Linked DNA regions of Callithrix jacchus: region 2 is linked to region 1. A link is a contact called in public Hi-C data. All regions are on one chromosome and are shown on one strand. Each heading gives the region's core, a stretch centred on a gene start, on an enhancer-like site or on the middle of the called end of the contact. The rest is flanking DNA. Distances are from core to core; before and after follow the strand shown.

Region 1 (3,921 bases), core at 912-3,411:
CTCCAGTGACAGGGAACTCCACGCTCAGTGTTCTAATACGGGAGACCACTAATTCTTTGAAAGTTTTTACACTTAACAAACACCTCTCCCTTATGGCACTTTCTCCTATTGGTCCCAGTTGTAATCTCCAGAATATTACAAAATAAATGGAATCCCTCTTGCTTACACTGTCTTTGAAACAGAGACAGCTTTGAGCACTTCAAACTGCCACAAGAGGAGGCTGAATGAACAGCTACATGCCTTAAAGGGAAAACAAGGACTTCAGAGCAGGCAATTATAAACGATACAATCAGAAAACAAAGGGAAAGGCTTAATGCTGTTATCCTCTGCTGCACATAGCCTCCATCCTCAGACAAACTCTGAGTCTCAAATGCAAAGTGAATGACAGAGCTGTTTGTGTCCCTTTCTACTTGACTTCAATAACATCCTTAAAGAAAACATGTTCTAAATGGATAAGTTAATTACTGTAAATGACACTCTAGACAAGAGTCAAAAGAGGGCCCTGATCATGTTTAAAATAATAAAAGACAGTTAAAAATCATTTTTGAGCTGTTAGCATTTAGCTTAGACATAATACAGAGATAAGAAGAAAGAGGAGGAGAATTTTATGGCAACATAGGAATAAGCAGAATAAAACTACTTCCTAGACAACTGAATTGTCTTGTTGAAAGGCTAATACTTAGTGTACACAGGGGGGAAAATCTTTCTGAATAAAAAAACAAACAGACCCTGGTCGGGGGACTGGCTCACACCTGTAATCCCAATACTTTGGGAGGCCAAGTGGGAGAATCGCTTGAGATCAGGAGTTTGAGATCAGCCTGGGCAACATACTGAGACTTCATCTCTATAAAAAAATAAACGAAAAACAAACCTAGATGCACAGCCTCCAGATCATAGCAGAAGGGGCTGTTAAGGATTCAATTCCATCATTGTCTAGACCGAGCAACCTAAACCCAAGTCACCTAAGGTTGCCAGGTAAGCGGCAGAGTTAGGACAAAATCTCCCGATTCTTCAATCTCTGTTCTGTACATTGCACCATGATGCTATCTTCAGCAAAATTCAAATAACTGCAAAACGTCCATCCAGATGAGCAACCCCAAATCTGACAAGTTACAGAAAAAATAAAGCTAAGGTCTTTACATTCTTCAAGCTAATGTCAGGGCTCTGATGTCCACAACCTCGGCTCAGCCGCCCATCCTCCCAGAAGCACACTCCGATTCATATTTCATATTTTGGTGTGACTTACATAGAATCCAGGACGGTTAGAAACCAAACCTACAGAAGGATGAGCTTGCAGAAAAATAATGAACAAACAGGGAACCACACCCAGAGCCAACCGAACCCCAGCGGTGGAAAATGCAGACAGCTAAAAAGGGAGTGGACTAAAAGAGAAAGGGACAGAAAGGGGTGCCGTTTCACACGTCAAGTTTCCCGCAGGAGGCAGTGTGGTGAAAAGCAAACAGCTGCTGAAGCTTAGGAACATTTGCATTCCAGGCGCAGGTCTACGGTTAGCCCGCTGAGTGACCTTAGGAACGCCCTTACCCCTTCCTGGAGTAAGGGCTAGATTTCTCCAACCGTCCTGGGAGGGAGTTGCACCAGACGACTTCCCAGGGTCCTTGCAATTCTGACCCAAAGACTATTATTAGCCAGTCTCGAGCAGGGCTCCCGCAGCGGACAAGACATTTGCTGGGAACAGCTGGGGCCCTTTAGGAGGCGTAAAAGACGCCCTAGACCGTCGTTTGGGTTATCGTCACCTTCTACCCCCGTTTCCCACACCTGTCAAATCGGACGGTGGGACCCCCCCCCCAACCCCACGAGGTCAAGAAAGATAGCGCGAGGGGCAGGGATCCCCACTTCGCCCAGTTCACAGAGGGGTGCCCGCGTCGTACCGCAGCCGCGGCCCGGGGACGCCGAGGAGTCGCGGACCCGCAGCCCGGGAGCGTCCGGTGCCTGACCTGGAGCATCTGCAACGAAGGAGGAAGGCGAGGTGGGTCCTGCCCCGGGCGGCGAGCGCCGCCAGCCGGAGCGCGTCAGTGGAGGAACTCACGGTTCGGGTTCCGGCCCCCTCCAGGCTCCGGCTCTGGCTTCAGCACAGCCCACCTTTCCCGGCTTCAGTACCAGCCCGTCGCCATCCTCCTTTGCTGCCCCGGCAGTCCCTTCCGGGCCTCGTCACGTGAGCCCGGCGCCCACGCCCGAGGCCGAGATCACGTGCTCCTTTGCGCTGCCGCCCCTTTTTTTTCTCACTGAGCCCCGGCGCTCTGCTCCACAGCACCACCTGGCGACCTATTACTGCCACTGCTGGGAGGACTATGTTCCTGGGCCCTGGAGACCGCGAATAGGAACTCAGCGGGGCACTGATCTTGGGCATGGGGCAGAGTCCAGTAGGAGAACACTGTTCCTTGAGTTGTGGGTTTGTGAAACATTGCTAATTTTAACACTGGCTATATTTTCTTTTACACATTTCGATGGGTTTATATTGCTTTTATAAGAAATATGCATATTTTAAAAAATCTTCTAGTCAAATTTTCAGACGCATACACAAACTCTCATCTGTGGTTGCTACTGGAAATGGAACTGTGGGGTAAGGCAACACTATCTTTAAATACATTAAAATTTTTAAAGTAACATTTTTAAATGGATGGCAACATTTCAGCATTATATATCTAGGCTTCTCCTTTTACCTCCTTGTTGCAGATTTTCCCTTTAACAAATATGTAACAAATAGACCTGAAGTCAAAACTGTCTCAAGAGACAGATAAGATCATTGTTTAATGATAAAGGGGTCAATTCATTTGATGAATTAATGATAAAGGGGTGAATTCATTAAGAGGGCACAATTATAAATACACACGCATGCAACATTGGAGCACCTAAATATATACAACTAACATTAATGGCCATGAAGGGAGAAATAGATAGCAACCCAGTAATAGTAGGAAAGTCAATATCCCACTTCCCAAAATGGATAGAGCAACTAGAGAGAAAATAAGGCAATAATGAACTTGAATTGCACTTTAAACCAAATGAACCTAACAGATATATACAGAATGTTTCATCCAACAGAAGCAGAATACACATTTTTCTCTAACATACTTGGAACATTCTCTAGAATTGACCAGATGCTAGTCCAGAAGACAAGCCTTAAATTTAAGAAGATTAAAATCATATTAATATTCTTTCAGACCATAATGGTATGAAGCTAGAAATCAATAACAGGAAGAATCTTGGAAAATTCACAAATATGTGGAAATTAAACAACATGCTTTTTTTTCTTTGAGATGGAGTTTCACTCTTGTTGCCTAGTCTGGAGTGCAATGGCACAATCTCAGCCCACTGCAACCTCTGTCTTCCAGATTCAAGCAATTCTCTTGTCTCAGCCTCCCAAGTAGCTGGGATTACAGGCATGTGCCACCACGCCCGGCTAATTTTGTATTTTGGTAGAGACAAGGTTTCACCATGTTGGTCAGGCTAGTCTCAAACTCCTGTCCTCAGATGATCTGCCCACCTCGGCTTCCCAAAGTGCTGGGATTACAGGTGTGCGCCACCACGCCCAGCCCCATGCTTCTAAACAACCAATAAGTCAAAGATGAAATCAAAAGGGAAATTTAAAAAATATTTTCAGGCAATTGACAATGGAAACACAACATATTAAAGCTTATAGAATGCAGCAAAAATAGTTCTAAGAGAGAATTTTATAGCAATAAATGCCTACATTAAAAAAGAAGAACAATACCAATTAAATTGTTTAACATTACACCTCAAGAAACTGGAAAAAGACGAGCTCACAAAACCCAAAGTTAGCAGAAGGAAAGAAATAAAGAGCAGAACAAAAATAAATCAAATAGACAACAGAAAAAAAAAACATAGACAAAATCAATAAAACTAAGAGTTTATTTTTTTGGAAAAAATAAAATTGACATA
Region 2 (3,921 bases), core at 751-3,250, 42 kb before region 1:
AGGAATACCCCTCTCCTCACTCTCCTCTAATCCCCTGCCCCCAACACAAAAAGACCCAGCCCAGACAAAGAGGAAGACAGTGTTCCACACTGCAGTTACACACCTCTCAGCAGCAGCTCAGCTGTGGCATGTACAAAAAGGGGGCCAGAGGACAACCTGAGCTAGACCACATGATTAGTCAAGAAGGCTCCAACAGTATTACAAAACATCTTCCCTTTGGCTGAAGAGACATGAAGAATATAACCTTTTAGACTGCTGAAGCAACATACGGTCAACAGTCACGTTCACAGAAGGAACAGGATTCTGGAGCCTGTGGTTTTGAACCAGCATCAGAAAGAGCTGACTTATGCACAAGACAAGAGAAAAGCACTGAAAAGAACATACACACATTTAGGAAATACGCTGGCCATTTACAGTTCCTGTGCTGGGAGCTCTTGCTCATATTTTATTGTGATCAGAGCTGTTCACACCTACCATGCTACTTTTAAATGTCTATAACAATGCCTTTAAAATTCACGAGTCTTGGACAGAATACAACTTTTGACTTAGTGGAGGTATACATTTAAAAACCACAAAAGCAAGGGAAACAACCTCCATGTCCAACATTAAAGGAGTACCTTCATGAATATGATCCACCAATACAGGGGAATACCATGAGGTCACAAAAATATGAGGGAAAGATCTGAATATTTGTGACATAAAAGTAAATAAAATGTGAAAGACAAAGTTATGTGTAAACTACAATTGCAACTGTTTTTACAATGCAACCATGAGGATTAAGACACAGAAGATACAATGAAAAAAATTATTTTGTTAAATTGGTGGAATATTGGCATTTCTTCTTTTATTTCCAAGTGTTTTTACATTGACTTTCTTTTTTTAGAGTAATATTTTTGTAGAAACTTAAAATTAAGCTCAAAGCAGCTATACAGAATCACAGAATTTTGGAGCTGAGAGAAGCCTTGGATATCAGACATCTTTCGTATCTTACAGTTACCCCGAGACCTTGTGAGAGGGTTCCTGGGGGACCCAGGGTTGCACAGCTAATTAACCATTCTGCTCTTCACTGTAGCTACAAGACTAAAAGACGTAAAAGGCTCGAAGGTACTAAGAAGCTACTGTTTGGACCTGGAAGCTTCATCCTCTAAAAATCTGACTGCTTGGAATGTTTTGAAGCTCTGCATTCCAGTCTCAACAGGCTTCTTGAATGATGCAATTTTATGTAATTATATCTTCAAAATTAGGTTTCTGAAATTTTCATAGCAAACTGAAGTTAAATGTTTCACACAGCAAATGCCACGGAGAATTAGTAGGAATCACTGAAGGATGGGTGATTGCTCCAAAAAAATGTGAAAAGCCGTTGATCCTACAACTCCAGACTCTGCCAGGTGGAGCCAACCTCTTCCATACAAGGTATTGATATAAGGTAACCTGCTAAGACTGCATTTCCAAAAATGTGGGCTGGCAGTAGACACTGTCCGATATGAAATCATAACACGATGAATACTATTCTATGAAATACTTGTTTTCACTGCCCGTCTTTTCCAACAGTTTGAAACTAAGCATCTACAAAGTCTGTATCAGCCATAGTAATCTTTGGAGGATGCGGGAGAGCAGGGAGAAAGCTGAATTCTAAGAGGGGGATAAAAAATGAAGCTATACCAAATTCCTCCTGTTCCCCTTGGAAGGTAAAGAGGAGGAGGAAAAGTTGGGGAAAAGATAGGAAAACACCAGAAATAGCAATAAAAGAAGCTGCTCACAAAATTTATGAGTATAAGTGAAAAAAAATCAATTACGTTAAAGATGTAAAATCACATCTGAAAGAACAGAGGTGAGAACAAAACGAACTTGCATAAATACATTTAAGTTGCTGCTACCATGAAAGGCCTCTACTGAGTCCCACAGTTACTTCAAAGTCTCCACGGAAGGTGAGAGAGGCGAGTGCTGTCAAAAGGGAGCTGCCTTTTTGAACAGGATGACAAGGCAGGGCTAAGTCACAATAGATCACAGAAGGGAAAAACAAAGGCACACACTTGAAGATCAAAAGCAGCCATGTCTTCTGAGTGTCATGCTGCAGAAGGGAGATGAGACTCATAGACAGGGCCAGGAAAAGTGAAGCAAAAACCCAGAGGCATCTAAGGATAGCATGAGGTCTGCGAATCAGAGACTGCTGTCTCCTGCAGGGCGCTGCAGAAATAAGCCTGGCAGGAAGCATGACATATGCTACAGGGAGGCTGAGCCAGGTTGGAGGGGAAAATGGAGCAAGGGAGAGGAGTCAGGCTCCCAGTCACTGCCCCAGCTCGATAGGAAGGGAGGAGGAGCAGATTAGTCAGGACAGAGCATTTTACCTAGGGAGATCTACTTTTTCTGGAGGGAACACTTTGGAAAAAAGCAAATTTAACTAACCACATTCTTTCTTCCAGTACCCTTTGGATTTAAGAATTGGACCCTCAGAGTTTCCATTATAAATACTGTACACATGAAAGCTGTCTCCTCAGCACTTAGAGCTAATCCATCCGTGGTGGAAACATACACTTCGAAATGAAAGCATGGAGAGTTACTGGTACAGACAGGATTAAAATCTGGAGTCCACGTATCCCATCTTACCAGCACACATTAAGGCAATCTCCTAGAAAAGCAGGATACATCATGTTCCTTCTTTTTCAGTGGCTGTGGGAACAGCATCTGCTTTCAACAGCCTTGGGCCCTGGATTAGCTGCTGTGTGGGCTGTTCCTATAGGCTGGTCTAGGAAAGGGCTTGAAGGACTGACTCAGCGCAAATGCTAGACAACATTCCCAGCTTTCATCCTTAAAACATTCAACCCTAATGAGAATTTAAAAATCATATGGATCTATCTTTATTTCAAAGACAGAGGCTCAGACTGAATAATTTAAGAAAATCCGCAGGGAAGTCTCAATATAATAAGCAAAGAGAGTCTTGTTCCAAAAGAATAAAACCTAAAAAAGAAAAAAAAAGAAAAGCCACATAGAGCCAAAAAGAGAAATCTATGCTTTCAGCGTTTCGATTTGGAAAACAATTGCAAATCTCCTAGAAATTTAAATTAGCTCTGAAAGACCGACTTGTTCAGGGGTTCTCTAGTCTACCAACTCACAGAAGCTACAAAAAAATAATTTACTTTTATTTTTGAAATGTCACCAGTTTTCAACCATAGCAAACAGAAGGATACCCTGTCTTTTAACTTAACACTCTTTGGCACGGGGTTGGGAAAAGAAGAATAAAACACAAGCGATCAGTCAAACGCCTAGGTTAATCAACAGAAATGTTCTGAAACATATTTAGTAAGACTGACATCAAAAACTCTCTAGAATAGTGTCATACAGGCTCTAAAGGAAATCTAAGGAGTAACTTGTCACACTGGAGAAACTATTTGAAAACGCAAATAAGTACACTTTATCAAAGTAACTTATACTCATTACAGATGTGGGTTAAATGGCTTTCAGACCTTTACCTTATTTAATATGGGATAGTAATTGTATGCCTTCCTCTGAATGATAACCATCTCCACAGCACTTCATACTCTATCTATAAATAAACCACTGTCCTCATTCCCATGTTCTTTATGGTACATATATAATTAATTCACTTCCCTATCTGGAGATGCCTCAACTCTGCAAGTGAGGCCATGGGTCAGGTCTTCTGCTCACAAACATAGGCAGCTTCACTACAACACATCCTGTCTTTTCTCATGCAAGCCCTGGAGACTGGGTGCCCTTTAGGGAAAAATAAGCAAGGTAATTATCACCTTCTACTCACATGTCAGGCAGACCAGCACTGTGCGCACAAACAGGTCCACCACTAACTCGCAGTGCTCTGGCGCTCGGGACACAAAAAAGGGGATGATGATCTCAGCCGGGACATAGAACTGGAGCGCGTAGGTGAAAAAGATCCCAATGGAGTAC

What was found. Hi-C and Micro-C count contacts between places; a contact is called where the count stands out from the background.
Region 2: a Hi-C map of induced pluripotent stem cells shows a contact between it and region 1, with 1.9 times the contacts expected there. The contact joins the enhancer-like site here to the promoter of SLC36A1 in region 1. A contact is called at or near these places in 3 of 3 Hi-C or Micro-C datasets (induced pluripotent stem cells and skeletal muscle).

What each region holds. Positions count from the first base shown.
Region 1 is chr2:50,386,170-50,390,090 of calJac240_pri, reverse strand. It overlaps SLC36A1 (solute carrier family 36 member 1), which reads right to left and starts at 2,161. Exons shown (of 12, transcript XM_078363400.1): 1 at 2,048-2,161; 2 at 1,890-1,964.
Region 2 is chr2:50,428,425-50,432,345 of calJac240_pri, reverse strand. SLC36A1 (solute carrier family 36 member 1) reads right to left here. Exons shown (of 12, transcript XM_078363400.1): 11 at 3,776-3,921. Among named protein-coding and RNA genes, the nearest start is that of SLC36A1, 42 kb to the right of the region's middle. Within about 2 kb of position 2,000, at least 4 of the 16 cell types and tissues checked have an H3K27ac peak or open chromatin away from gene starts, as enhancers often do.